Regions from separate parts of the Sus scrofa genome. Here region 2 is linked to region 1. A link is a contact called in public Hi-C data. All regions are on one chromosome and are shown on one strand. Each heading gives the region's core, a stretch centred on a gene start, on an enhancer-like site or on the middle of the called end of the contact. The rest is flanking DNA. Distances are from core to core; before and after follow the strand shown.

Region 1 (3,674 bases), core at 518-3,017:
TGGGTTAAGGATCTGGCATAGCCTCAAGCCGTGGCATGGGGCACAGATGTAGCCTGGATCCGGTATTGCTGCGGCTGTGGTGTGTACCTGCAGCTGCTGCTCCCATTCGACCCCTAACCTGGGAACTTCCGTATGCTGCAGGTGCGGCTGTAAAAAGAAAAAAACAAAAGTGCTGCTTCTTGGTTTTCGGGGGTTTTTTTGGGGGGGAGGGGGGCAGTGCACCAATGCCATGCAGAAGTGCCAGGGCCAGGGATCAAACCCATGCCACAGCCACAGCAGTGACCACACCAGATTCTTTAACCTGCTGACCCACCAGGGAACTCCACTGCTTCCTGTTTTGAAACTCCATGGCATCAGTAAGTGCTTCTGCTATCACTCGCCTAGGACTGGCCTGTGATTCTCTCGGTCATTTGCAAGATTCACTGCGATGCCCAATTCTCTCTTCCAGAAAAAGGCTCATTCTGGATGTGATACTGGACATTCAGACCACAAGCCCTGCTGAGGGTCTCATCGAAGCAGGACTTGGTCTCCAAACTGTTGAGAACTCCCTCCCCATCAGGAATGCCGTCTCACCAGCCCGCCCCACTAGAGGAGGAAACTGAGCTCATGAAAACCAATTCTGCTTTCATCAAAAATGGGGGCGCCCGATCTCAGGGCAGGCTGTTATGGGCTATAACCAGATTCCCCAAGAGGCTGAAAAGCCTTTCTGATCTTGGTGTCTGGGTCCAAAGAGGCAAAGACCTGGGTCCTCGGGACTCAGAGTCCAGCGGCAGCGCGGCAGCAGAGAAACACGCGCAGTGAGTGTGTCCAAAGGGACGGTGCTGGAAACCAGGACCGGAGGGGCTGCGGAGGGTGGGGTGGGTGAGGGGGATCCAGCACGGTGCCGAGCTGGGAGGGAGGGGGAGCCAGACTTGAAGGAAGGGACCGGGGCAGGAGGAAGGGCTCTCCAGGCAGAGGGCACAGCCGAGCCCAAGCCCAGAGCAGGCACAGGGAGGAAGAGGCGGCCTGGCTGGAGTGGAGGCTGGAGCAGGGCTGGCACCGCTCTCCCGTCAGGCCCCAGACAGCAAACAGCTGAGGTTTTTCAGGCCAGGAAACCCTCAAGGGTGTCCGGAAGGCCTCGGTCTCAAAGACAACCCTGATGACGCCACACGAACCACAGCAGGTCCCTAAGTCACTGGCGTGGCTGTGACTTAATGCAGATGCTGAAATGTGAACTTCACATGTTGCAAAATATTTGTCTTTTGATTTTTTTTTTCCCCAAGAACTTAACCATAAAAACCATTCTGTGCTCAAGAGCAGGCGCAAGACAGATGGGCTCCCGGGACTTGGTGGGGCCTCCGGCGTCTGTCCTGGGCACACAGAGGCCACTGCGCATATGCAAAGCTCTGCAGCGACGTGACGGATGAGTTTTATACCTCACCTGGAAGCTCTTGAGAACAGCCCCCTGCAGGAAGGGTGAAAGCAAGGGGACCGGCCCCGCAGGAGGGGTGCGACGGTGGGAGGGGCTTCAGGAGGAGGGAACCAGGGCGGGGTTGTCCTGGCCTGACCAGATGTGGGGGGATGGTGAGACCAAGGGGAGTGCTGTGCATTACCCAGGTTTGGGGCCTGAACAGCTGAGAAGATGATGTGCCCACCAGTTGAGATGATGTGCCCACCAGCCGGCAGGTGGGATGGCCACACGGGCAAGGGGGGGACTTGAGACCACAGAGAAGTAACCTCGTGCCCCGCCCTTACTGGGGCAGCCCAGAGCCAGGCGCAGAGAAACGCCAGTCGTCACAGGCAGAGGGGTAAGCAGAGGCCACCACCGCCTTGTGTTAAGTCATCAGGCAGGTCTGGCTTTGCTGCCAAATGAGTTACAGAGTATTTCCATTCTCGTGGCTTTTCTGGATGTGAGGCACAGGACTTGAACCTTTATTTGCTGAATAACACCCAACTGACTACAAAGGGGTGGGGGCGCTCCCTGGGGGCTATTTCTAGCGCTCTGAGGTTGGCAGCCTGAGGTTTACTGTGGCTGCAATTTATGCCTATTCGTTTTCTTAAAAGTCGTCCGGAAGAATCACCCGTTTCCAAACCTCCGCTCGACACCGGCACCGGCCTGAGTCAGTTACACAGATGGATTTTCCTCGCTTTCTTGGCCCACTGTGGCCTCTGCCGCCTCTGTGTCCCGGGTACGGCATTGTCCCCACCCACCCACAAGATCCCGCCCCATCTTCCTGACCTCGACTCCAGCAGGTGCCAGCCGCAGGCCGGTGCTCCTTTTGTGGAGTATCCTAGGGAGCGGTGCCTTCTCATCTCAGAGGAGAAGCCAAGCCTGCCAGCCAAGGGGTGGCCGGGCAGAACAAGTGAGGTCCCTAAAGGATCCTGTGGGAGTGATGCCCACAGGCGGCCCTCCAGTTTCTTCTCCCCTGGCTTTATCGAGATATCATTGACAGATAATGTGAGTTTAACATTTATAATACAGTGATCCGATACACACAGATACTGTAAAACCATGACACAGCAGGGGAGTCAGCACCTCCATCCATCACACAGTTGCCCTTTTTGCCCGGTGAGAACATTTAGGATCTACTGTCTTAACACCTTTGGAGCACAGGATACAGGACTGGTAAGCCCCCACACTACACATTCGATCCCAGGACTCACTCATCTAACAGCTCAAGGTCTGTACCCTTTAACCAACATCGCCCCAATCGGCCCTAGCAACCGCCAACCCGTTCTGTTTCCACAAGTTCAGTTTTTTGTGACTCTACATACAAGTGAGTTCATACTGTATTTGTTTCTGATCTCAGCACAATGCCCTCCAGGTTCATCCATGTTTCTGCGAAAGGCAGGGCTTCCTTTTTCATGGCTGAATAATATTCCATTGTGCATATACCACATTTTCTTTATCCATTCATCCATCCATGGGTAGGTACGTTGCTTCCATGTCATGGCTACTGTCAACCATGCTGCAATGAACATAGGGGAACAGCCATCTCTCTCTTTTTTTCACTTTTTGTCTTTTAGGGCGCACCCACAGCACATGGAAGTTCCCAGACTAAGGGTTCAATCAGAGCTACAGTTACCAGCCTATACCACAGCCACAGCAACCCTGATCTGTGCCGTGTTTGCAACCTACACCACAGCTCACGGCAAGGCCAGATCCTTAACCCACTGAGCGAGGCCAGGGATCAAACTCGCAACCTCACGGTTTCTAGTTGGATTCATCTCCACTGCGCCACGACAGGAACTCCAAACAGCCACCTCTTCTACACACTGCTTTCATTTCCTTGGTACACAGGCCTCCGAAGTGGGATTATTGATCACATGGTGGTTCTACTTTTAATTGTCTGAGGAGTCTCTATACGGGTTTCCATAGCGGCCGCACCAATTTCCATTCCCAACAGTGCAGGACAGTTGGCTCTTCCCCTCGCCCTCTCCAATGTCCGCCTCTTGCCATTTTGATAAAAGCCATTTGAACAAGTGGAGGCGGCATCTCACTGTCATGCTTTCCCTGAGGACCAGGGATGGGGAGCATCTTTTCACGCACCTGTTCACCCTCTGCATGTTTTCTTTGGGAAAATGTCCTTTGCCCATTTCTTCATCAGACTGTTAGGGCGTTTGTGCAGGTTTCTGTCTTGGGGCTGATGAAGGAGCTCTTAAAGCTATTTCTGGAAGGTTCTGTAGCTGGGCGA
Region 2 (3,674 bases), core at 457-2,956, 120 kb before region 1:
CGGGTGCCCGCGGCTGCTCCCACGGCCTTACGGCACCTCCTCCCTGCGAGGCCTGGCACCTGACGACACAGCCTGGAGGCCGAGAAGCGGCTCTGCAGGACCTCAAAGCAGGGGCCTCAAACCCGCCACTGCCTGCTGCCCTAAACACGGCTTTGTGAGGAAGGCAACAAGGCATCCACCTGCTCCAGCCCACACTGAAAACACACCTGCTCTTTATCCAGGTGCGTCTCCAGCAGAAAGAGCCCTGAACACAAACGCCCTGACCTGATAAGGAGCTGCCCACACAGACTCTGCTCTTGCGCAGAAATGCCCTGGGCAGGCCTACAGGGAGAGCCACTTACAGGAAACCGACGGCCTCGGTTTCAAGGCAGCTTTAAGGAAGATCTGCGTTAGACCAGCTGCCCCCTATAAAATATTGATTATTAAGAATATTCCGGAGGCCAACTCAAACACGCCAATTCTGCACAGCAGAGCAGGAACTGAGGGCTTTGCACAGGCAAGCTTGTGTTTCCCTGTGACCACAAGAGGGCGCTTTGGGCCTAAAAAAAAGTCTATCCATTTTCGACTAAATCCACCTCTGCTCTGAAGGGTTCCGTCCTGAGACCACCAGCCATGATATAAATGCTAAAAAAAAAAAGGGGGGTGGGGTGGGGTGGGGCAGTGAGGTGCTCTCCATGAAAACCCAGCTCTAACAGTCCACCGCCAGCACTGAGCAGGTGTCTTTATTCCATAGTTGCTTTTTCTCCCCAAACCCACACCCGCCCCATGACGCCTTTTATCTGTGCAGATTCCTGGCAGGGCAGGGGACCAGCCAGCTCTCAGCGCCATCAGACCTGGTGCCACCACACAGCTAACTGTTCCTGCCTGTTCAAGACAGCTAATACCTCGGGGCAGACAAGGACAGAGCAGATGTGCTACTTCTAAAGGAATTAACCAAAAATAGAAGCTGAACAACCCCCTCCCCCACAAATGAAGGGATAATCCAGTGCTTCTGGACGTGATTATTTTTTCAGTTCCTCATCTCTCTGACAAAGCCGTTTTCAAGTTAGCCTTCATGGGCTTTTTTAAAAACACTCTGTGTGATCCCGTGGTTAAGCTCCCAACGGCAGACGCCAGTACAGCAGTGAACGAATCCAGGATCAAGAACCAGGGTCCTGTAAGTGAGGTCACTTTACCAAGAGGCCAGGTTTTAAATGACCTAGAAAAAACCCACAAAACATCCCCACGTGGTTAAGAGTCCATGCTCTCTGAGGGACCGGCAAGATTCAAAATAAGATCTAGAGCATAAGACATGGAGAAATAGAGCAGAAGAAAAGGAAATTCTGCAATATATCAGAAATCAATAATATCTGAACAGGGCAAAGGCAACCTCTGAGGTTGCTTATAAACGGGGTTATAACAGAGAGATTCGGGTAGCCTAATACAGAAGTCAGACTGTCTTTTTTCCTAACGTGCTGAGGGGTTGTGGGGGCACGTGTTCTGTTTTGAAGTTGCTAAGTGATTTCTTGAGAGCATCAAATCAGGCCATGTGACAATTTCAGTTGCCGGGAGGCTCCCCGTAAAAAGGGAGCCTCCAGCAGGAACTCATTTCCTCTTTAGGCCGTTTCCAAACCCCTCCCCTCTGAAAGCACGGGCCATGCGTCCACTTACTGCTCAAGCGCGGAGCCCCTGGAGGACACCCCCGCCCCGTGAGCGGCCACCACTCACCCTGGGTCCCCACGAGGACCAGAGGGATCTCGCTCGTGCTGCGGTAGTTGGCCATCCGGCTGTAGTAGTGGTAGACGGTCTGGAAGCTTATCTCGTCCTCCAAGCTGAAGACAAATATGACAGCGTCCACCCACATGGCAAACTGGGGAGAAAAGGAGGCGGGTGAGAGGGGGGCACACAGAGGGGCAGGGGCAGCCTCGGGTCCCCTTGGTGAGCACAGGATGTAAGGCTGGCAGTGCCGCCTTTGGCCGGGCCACGTCTGACGCCCAGCTTCCGCTGTCACATGCTGCCTGGAACGGGGCCCTCGGCCCCTTCCCGCCCAGGCCACGCCGTCCCCAGAGGAGAACCAGACACTCCGCCCCACGGAATGTCCACCCGCTATCCTGACTCGGAAAGCAAACCCCGCTCGCGCCCAAGCCGATCTGGACACGGGCACGGGGGGGACCCTATGGCTCCCTGTCTCCCACTCAGTCCCCCACAGAGCCCCCGGCCCAGGAGGCCTCGCCAGACCCTGAGATGCGGCCCGGCCTCTGGGCGCCCACCGCTCAGAAACCCTCCACCTCCAGGGCGACTCCTCCGTCCACACAGGAGGCCTTTGTGGTAAAGACCGCCTGCCGCCCGTGTCTTGTCGTTCTGTTTAGGGCCACACCTGCAGGTGCACCTGGGGCCTACATCCCAGCCACAGCCACAGCCACGCCAGACCTGAGCTGCATCTGCAACCTAGGCAACAGTTTGCAAGCAACACCGCATCTTAAACCCACAAGCGAGGCCAGGGATCGAACCCACATCCTCACGGACGCTATGTCAGGTTCTAAATCCACTGAGCCACAATGGGAACTCCAGCTGCCACCCATTTCTTATGGCAGCCTTGCAGGAAATTATTACTTATTGCCAGAGCCGCTCACAGAGCCGCTGCACAAGAGGAGCACCATTCGGGGGGCGGGGGGGGGGACTGAAAGGCCTGCCTCTCGTCATTTTGTTCTTGTTTCACCTGCATCCAGCTGCACTTCCACGAGAGCCTCTTTCTGGCAAATAACCATACCCTCAGGCCCCCTTATCTCGGTAACCACCTGTGAAGCTGGAGCCACGGGAACGGAGGGGCCTGGAAGCTCGGGAGCTTCCCAGAGTCACACAGGCGGCGCCAAGGAACAGTCTGGGCCCCTTCCCGTCGATGAAAGACCCAAGGGAAAATGGAAAAAATAAAAAAATCCCGCATGCTTTCTCTAAAAGAAGCTGCAGCGCCACATACGTGTTGACGGCCAAGGCTTCAGCTCTGATAAGACTGGGGGAAACGGTTGGTGGGTTAAGCTCTGACGTCCACAGATGAAAGAAAAGCATATTCAGCTAACGTGTGGAAACATCACGTAACAAACATAAAAAAACCTCAAGTTCAGATGATAAGCATGCAATTAAATAAGAAAGAGCCCCCCCCCCGCCCCAAGAACAGTAACCCTGGGATGGCTGAGCCCTCTCCAGGTGCAGGACCCAGGCTGGCACGGCCGCTCCCCCTCTTCTCTAGGAAGAAATGCAGACCAGCTCCCTTACCAAGAATGTGGACACTCCGTAAACCCCCACCCTGCACCCCAGAGGCTTCTCTACCAGCTACCAAAAAAGACCCAAAAATCCTGGCAAAGTTTGTACATCCCCCTAATACAACGCTCGTGGCCTCAAAGCCCTGCAGCATCCTTCACAAAGCTGCCCGTTACCCTTGGAGACCGTAGGATATGATCCGTGATAATGGAAACAGATCACACGTACAGGGGCCAAGGGATGGTGAGTTGCAATTAGTTCTTTTTTTTTTTTTTTTTTTTTTTTTGCTTGTTAGGGCCGCACCCGCAGCATATGGAGGTTCCCAGACTAGGGGTCGAATTGGAGCTGTAGCTGCCGGCCTACACCACAGCCACAGCAACACCAGATCCTTAACCCACTGAGAGAGAGAGGCAAGGGATCGAACCTGCAACCTCATG

Evidence for each region. A called contact is a pair of places that touch in the nucleus more often than the background predicts.
Region 2: a Hi-C map of subcutaneous adipose tissue shows a contact between it and region 1, with 3 times the contacts expected there. The contact joins two enhancer-like sites. A contact is called at or near these places in 2 of 5 promoter capture datasets (fetal liver and liver), 26 of 47 Hi-C or Micro-C datasets (adipose tissue, alveolar macrophages, blood and 16 more) and 2 of 2 datasets of contacts at active chromatin or transcription factors (alveolar macrophages and skeletal muscle).

The regions. Positions count from the first base shown.
Region 1 is chr15:135,535,469-135,539,142 of Sscrofa11.1, reverse strand. All of the region lies in intron 1 of AGAP1 (arf-GAP with GTPase, ANK repeat and PH domain-containing protein 1), which reads right to left. Among named protein-coding and RNA genes, the nearest start is that of AGAP1, 95 kb to the right of the region's middle. Within about 2 kb of position 1,767, at least 9 of the 83 cell types and tissues checked have an H3K27ac peak or open chromatin away from gene starts, as enhancers often do. A contact at or near this core is called in adipose tissue, omental adipose tissue, retroperitoneal adipose tissue and 1 more, where this site is marked.
Region 2 is chr15:135,656,468-135,660,141 of Sscrofa11.1, reverse strand. It overlaps AGAP1 (arf-GAP with GTPase, ANK repeat and PH domain-containing protein 1), which reads right to left. Exons shown (of 20, transcript XM_021075538.1): 6 at 1,708-1,849. Among named protein-coding and RNA genes, the nearest start is that of AGAP1, 220 kb to the right of the region's middle. Within about 2 kb of position 1,706, at least 16 of the 83 cell types and tissues checked have an H3K27ac peak or open chromatin away from gene starts, as enhancers often do. A contact at or near this core is called in adipose tissue, omental adipose tissue, retroperitoneal adipose tissue and 1 more, where this site is marked.